2 separate regions of the Sus scrofa genome follow, and region 1 is linked to region 2. Evidence: chromatin contacts called from public promoter capture Hi-C data. All regions are on one chromosome and are shown on one strand. The core of a region is the stretch at or near the end of the contact, and the rest is flanking DNA. Distances in the headings are between cores, read along the strand shown.

Region 1 (3,228 bases), core at 450-2,949, 380 kb before region 2:
TCAGTGCAAATCAAAGACAGAAAAGTAATTTCACAGAGAAAAAATACATATAAGTGTACATAATATTCAAAGACAGGTCGTCTGTAGCCTAATAGAGACAGAATTTAAATGTCTGTATAGATTGAAATCTGATCGAGTAAAACCATGAACACTTACCAATAACATTATGTTTTGAACTGAAGGGGTCTACAATTGTTTGATCTCTGTAACTTCGAAATCCCTGGATAATAACCTGATAAATAAAAAAGGGATTTATCAAAACACACCCCAAAAGGAATAACTTCTATTTATTTATTTATTTATTTATTGTCTTTTTGCCATTCCTAGGGCTGCTCCCGTGGCATATGGAGGTTCCCAGGCTAGGTAGGGGTTGAATCGGAGCTGTAGCTGCCGGCCCAAGCCAGAGCCACAGCAACGCAGGATCCGTGCCGCGTCTGCAACCTACACCACAGCTCACAGCTCACGGCGACGCCAGATTCTTAAGCCACTAAGCAAGGCCAGGGATCGAACCGCAACCTCATGGTTCCTAGTCGGATTAGTTAACCACTGAGTCACCACGGGAACTCCAGGAATAATCTCTAAACTAACACCTTTTTGCACACCTTTCCGTCCTGGTTTCTCATTTAATGCAAGATAATAAAGTTTCCATTTCAGAGAAGAAAAACTCATTTTGGAAAAACGGTGATTTAAAAAAAAAATCAGTAACCACTGCCAATGTTGCTTTTTTAGGAGCGATAATTAATAACCTGTTAGGAAATTCTCAAAATCAAGCCCAAGGTCCGTAGGAACACTAAGCATTACAAGGCTGTAGTAAAAGCACATCAAACTTGCAGACCGGCCCCAGCTTTTCTGGGCGTCCCTGCCAGCCACACTCCGGCCCAGCCAGAATGAGCATCCCTTTCGTGGAACCGCTGCTCTGAGGCCAACACATCCGACAAGAGAAACTTCTCGCAGAGCGTGAATGGGTCCATCTTTGCGGTGGACTCCAGCGCGGGAAGACCATTTTGACAGAAGTAAACAACGGAATGAGGAGGCACTACGCACCGTGCAGGAAGGAGGAGCCTTCTCACTCCTTGGCTAAGTCGGGGAGGAGCAAACCCCCAGTTAGGCTGACACCCCCAGAGGCGCCCCCGGACTGGGGAGACCCCACCACCACCACCACCACCACACACTAAACGCCCTCGCGGAGCTGCCCAGGGCAGCAGGACGAAGCCTCTTCCCGTCCCGGGCCTCTCCCGCCCCGGCCCACCCGGGAAGACCTAGTGCCTCCAACAAGACAGCCCCGCCAGCCCCTCCACCCCTCTCCCCGAGCCCGCCCCCCTCAGGCGAGCGCCCTGCAGGGCCGCCGGGGCTGCAGGGAGGAGCCCCACTTCTCCGCGGCCCTGCGCTAGTGGGTCGGCCCTCTCCCCTCCCCCACACTCCCTGTCCAGCCCCGCGTCCACCCTGCGGGGAGATGTGAAAGGCCGCGACATCCTCGCCTCAAAGAGCGGTCCTCACGAGCCCGTGGCAGGGGAAAGGAGGGACACATAGACCTCACCTGCTTTATGTACATGGTTCCGGGCGCTCCTAGCCGGGGAGACGGCCTCCGCCGCAAAAAGCAACAGCGAGGGCGCGGGGTCTGGTGAGGAGCCTAGGAGACCCCTCCCCCCAGAGCGCCGCTCGCTCCCCTCCAGCCAAACAAAATGGCGGCGCCCGCGGAGGCGGAGTCCGCGCCTCGGACGGAACCACCCTCGCGACCCCCACGGAGCGTAGGGGGAATCAGGGTTAGGTCCGTTCTTTCTTTTTGGCAAAAGGAACCTTCTACGATGTCTTCAGGTGTATTTCACTTGATCCCTCAATTTTTAGCTGAACTTTTCTGGAGAAATTGTCGGAAGTTTCATTCAGAAAAGCCTCGATCGTGTGGTTGGCCCGTATTTCCTCCGAGCTCAGAGATAATGGTTGCGGCCAGAAGGGGGGAAAGGTTCGGCGCCAAAGCCGAGAGCTAGAGGCGGAGGGCCAGTAGCGGTGCGGGGCGGAGGTCACGTGGTCTCCGACTGTATAAAAATGGGACGACACCACTCCCGTCCCCCCCCAACCAACGCCGCGCGCGGGTCGTGCCATTCCCCCAAACCTGCTGAATGCAGGATCGGGGGCGGGACGGTGTTCGGCGAGCTGAATTCCGGCTGTTCCATTATTCTCTCTTACTCGGGGACTTTTATAAATTTAGAACGGCTCTCAATGGCTCTAGACTGTCCACTCGCAGGACAGCCCCATGTAAACTTGGCGCTGGAAAATTAGTTGTAATAATGTCATGGTTAATACCTCCGGAGCTGTTACTGCTTTATTTGCTATAAATCTAGGCAGATTGGACAACTGCAGCAACAAGATTTAGATAAGATTAAAAGTTCCCCCCAACCCCGCTTTTTTTTTTTAACAGTCTGAAAGCTAAGAGGCGCCAGTGGCAACCGTTGGTGTAGCTGATGTATATCAATCCTAGGGAAAAAACCATTTGATTAGAAATTGGGCCACTGTGAAGTTACTTGCCAACCAAGTTGGTCCCTCCTCACCACCCCTCCCACTGCCCTTGGGCAGTTCCAGCCCTATTTACTGGATTAGCATCTCTATACTGTTGATTTCTAACTCTGGGATCATAGACACATTGATATTGAAGTTTTAAGTCTTCTTTACTAACCTATAAAATGAGGATAAAACCATTTTCATGTTTAGAATTGCAGAAACAATGCATAAGGCTATTCTATTTACCTAAATTATAGAGGTATATAGATGAAAGCATGGTGACCAAACATTTATGATGTTCTTTACAGTGATGAGAGTTTTACTTATTTAGACATACTAAATGAATCTTATCCAATTGGTTTATATAACTTATACAGGCAGAAAAAAATAAAGATTAGTGGAAAACTAATATATAAAAATAAAATATAAAAGGTGATTTGAGAATTAACATTCTTGTATTATTTATTCTGTCTCTACTACAATATAAATCCAAGAGAGAAAGGGTTTATCTCGTTTCTGCTGTTTCTTTAGTAACTCATTCCTAGAAAGTACTCAGTAATTATTTAATGAAAAGTTTCAGGAGTTCTCTTACAGCACAGCAGGTTAAGGATCAGGTATTGTCACTGCAGCTGCTTGAGTTCCTTTTGTGGCATGGGGGTACAATCAAGTTCAGGAAAGCAAAGTATTTATCTCAGTGCCTTGGCTCCTTTATGCCCAGGGATATTTAGGGTC
Region 2 (3,205 bases), core at 145-2,644:
ACTGGAGTAGAGGACAGAATCATCATCAAAGAGCTGATGATGACAGATCTGAGCTCTGACAGGTAAGGGCCTGAGGCTGGAGGAGTGGACAGAGAACTCATTCTGCCAGCAAGTGTCGAAAGATGAATGAGAGGTCTTCTGACTCACGGGCAAAAGGCCATTACCACAACCAGGTCTAGAGGAAGTACCATGTAGAATCAAAGCTGTTCTGCTAGTTTAAAATCATAGCCTTGGAGTTCCCGTGGTGGCTCTGCAGAGATGAATCTGACTAGTATCCATGAGAATGTGGGTTTGATTCCCTGTCCTTGCTCAGTGGGTTAAGGATTGGGCATTACTGTGAGCTGTGGTGTAGGTCGAAGACGTGGGTCGGATCTGGCGTTGCTGTGGCTGTGGCATAGGCTGGCAGCTGCAGCTCTAATGTGACCCCTCGCTTGGGAACTTCCACACGCTACAGGTGCGGCCCTAAAAAGAAAAAAAAAAAAATAAATAAATCATAGCCTCTTTTACTCTGGTAGGAAGAAGGGGGAACACAGGCCACTCTGTGATTCCCTTCTATCCAATTGGTACTCTTTTTTTTTTTTTAGGACTTGCGGCAGATGGAGGTTCCCAGGCTAGGGGTGTAATTGGAGCTGCAGCTGCCAGACTACACCACAGCCACAGCAATGCCAGGTCAGAGCCACGTCTGTGACCTATACCACAGCTCCCAGTAACACCAGATCCTTAACCCACTGAGGGAGACCAGGGATCTAACCCATGTCCTCATGGATGCTAGTTGGGTTCCTTAACCACTGAGCCATGAAGTGAACTCCCTCCAACTGGTACTCTTGAGGAGCTTCTTATAGTGACTCCTAGTAGGGGAGGCCAGACTTGTCACTATAGCTAATTTTTAAATGGGAAAACTGTACTTTCAGTTTGAGAAAATTAGTTCCCAAGGAACATATGGGCATTTTTGCAGCTAGTGCTTTGGTGGCTGTCCCTTGTCCTCCCAGGTAGGTTCTGGTGTGGAATTCTAATTACCCATTCTGGCTACCTTCTGAGTCTGTTGTCACATGGGGCTGCTTCCATTGTGAGAGTCAGGCCAGGCCCCTTCTCCATCAGCTGGGGGACTTGACCCCCTCACCTGGCTGTAGACTCTAGGACTAGTCCTGATGAGACAGGAGGACCTAAGGTGGCTTCAGTTCCAGGTTCTGAGACTCACTCAGCATCAAGCCATGCCTGTCTCTGGGCCAGTCGTGACCTTGTGTCTTGGCTCCATGCAGCGCTTTTGTTCCTGGGATCCTGAGCGGTCCTCTGACAACAGGATCCACGTGTCATTCTCCTGACGTCTGAGTTCCTGTGCTGAAGAACTAGACTCAGGCCCTGAAAGCCTGAGGCCCTGCCCTGATCTTGCCATTGCCCCACAGGAAGTGGAGGAAGCGCTGCTCTTGAAGCTTACCCTGGCGCTGGGGCTGGTCCATGTGCTACATACAAGACTCTTGCAGTCCTGCTATCCTGCCCCAGATTCCTGATGGGCACTTACACTTTCCCCGATGCAGATCACAGTACCACACTGTGCTTTGGGTCGATTGCCACATCCTCTATGCTTTACCTGGTGGGCTGGGCTGGGCTTCCTATGAGCTGCTTCAGCTCAAGCTATTGCCCCAATGCCTGACTTTGCTCAGTGAGTGAGTAGAATTCCAGAGCTTGCCCCACCCAGTCTGCCCTGTTCTTCTGCAGTTAATTGAGCCATGCTCAGCTTGACTTTAGCAAGTGTATGTTCATGTACTCTTGCTCAAGATTAACCTAAAGGTAAAATGGAGGTATAGACCATACATACCTATATAAGATCATTTCGCATATACGGTCCTAAAATAAAAATATTGCTTAAAAGATCTTTCTTTCTTTTTTCTTTGCTTTTTAGGGCCCCACCCGAGGCATATGGAAGTTCCCAGGCTAGGGGTCGAACTGGAGCTACAGCTGCTGGCTTATGTTATAGCCTTAGCAATGTGAGATCCAAGCCGCTCTATGGCCTACACCATAGCTCAGGGCAATGCCAGATCCCTGACCCACTGAGCAAGGCCAGGGATTGAACCTGAATCCTCACGGATGCTAGCTGGATTGTTTCCACTGCGCCACAATGGGAACTCCTGCTTAAAAGACATTTCTAAAAGGAAGCATCTCAATTGCCACACAACACGTTTTAAAGGGCTTAACACGCCCAAACACCCAGATGCAGTGGAAGCCTCACCCTCCCTCTCCCCCTCCCAGCACCGTGGCTGGGTAGATAATATTTGGAATATATTTTTGGTTGTCTTAATAGCCTCAAATGACCTTTACTTCAGTTGAAACAATTGAAGCCAATGTTTCTAAAATAGAAATCAGATAGGAAGTAATGTTTAACCTTAACTTGTTAGTCCAGTAAACACCTTTGGAAGAGAACGTCTATGCCTGCCAGCAAGTTGACTCTACCTACACTTTCTCTCGTAAAACCGAGGAGATCATCTACTCTGAAGTCAAAGTCTACCAAGCCAGTCACCACTGAAATCCAGCCTCTAGAGCATTACTCAACAGGAAAGAGGTGGGTTATAGAGTGCAGCAACGACTTCCTCCATAGCTCCTGCTCAATAAGAATCTGCAGAAGCTATTGTTTTTGGAAAAAACAATTAGTTTAGATCCCACTTAAGAAAGTGCCCTTACATTAAGTAAGAACATACGCTAGTCCAGCAAATCATTGAAAAGCATCTAGCAGCACTGCAGCTTCAGGTCCAGGCTGGGGCTGTCACTACCAGCTTCCCCCTCCCCCTGAAAATACCATTTAAGTCAAGAGGACCAGTGGGAAATCCACAGACCAGTCTACCTCTTAACTCCTGCAGTTTATCACCATACCACTTTCTCATTTCCACCCCCACCTGCTAGGATATTACTGCTTTGGGAAATCCAAGTTTTCCTTGAAAAATCTCAAGTCTAAATATCACCCTGATAGGACATTCTTTGGCCTAAAAAGGCCAATAATTAACACTCCAAATTGGGTCTTTCCCAAGGGTTCACACGCTTACTGGCCTTCCGAGGGACAGTCTAATATAAGTTTAAAAACAATGAAGAAAAATCTTGTCTATAAGATTTTGTACTACATGTTGTTATTTCAAAAGCATGTTTAAAAGTTTTAGAATGACTTCTTAGAAATTTAATATTCTTCAGTGAATGTCCAAATTGGACTAATAAAAAT

What was found. Promoter capture Hi-C pulls out the DNA fragments that hold promoters and counts their contacts.
Region 1: a contact with region 2 is called in a promoter capture Hi-C map of fetal liver, with 2.5 times the contacts expected there. The contact joins the promoter of SMC3 here to the enhancer-like site in region 2. A contact is called at or near these places in 2 of 5 promoter capture datasets (fetal liver and liver), 23 of 47 Hi-C or Micro-C datasets (alveolar macrophages, blood, embryonic fibroblasts and 15 more) and 1 of 2 datasets of contacts at active chromatin or transcription factors (alveolar macrophages).

Annotation. Positions count from the first base shown.
Region 1 is chr14:120,968,100-120,971,327 of Sscrofa11.1, reverse strand. It overlaps SMC3 (structural maintenance of chromosomes protein 3), which reads right to left and starts at 1,699. Exons shown (of 29, transcript XM_005671452.3): 1 at 1,538-1,699; 2 at 157-232. The coding sequence starts at 1,552.
Region 2 is chr14:120,587,315-120,590,519 of Sscrofa11.1, reverse strand. No RefSeq gene overlaps it. Among named protein-coding and RNA genes, the nearest start is that of MXI1, 55 kb to the left of the region's middle. Within about 2 kb of position 1,394, at least 9 of the 83 cell types and tissues checked have an H3K27ac peak or open chromatin away from gene starts, as enhancers often do. A contact at or near this core is called in alveolar macrophages and fetal liver, where this site is marked.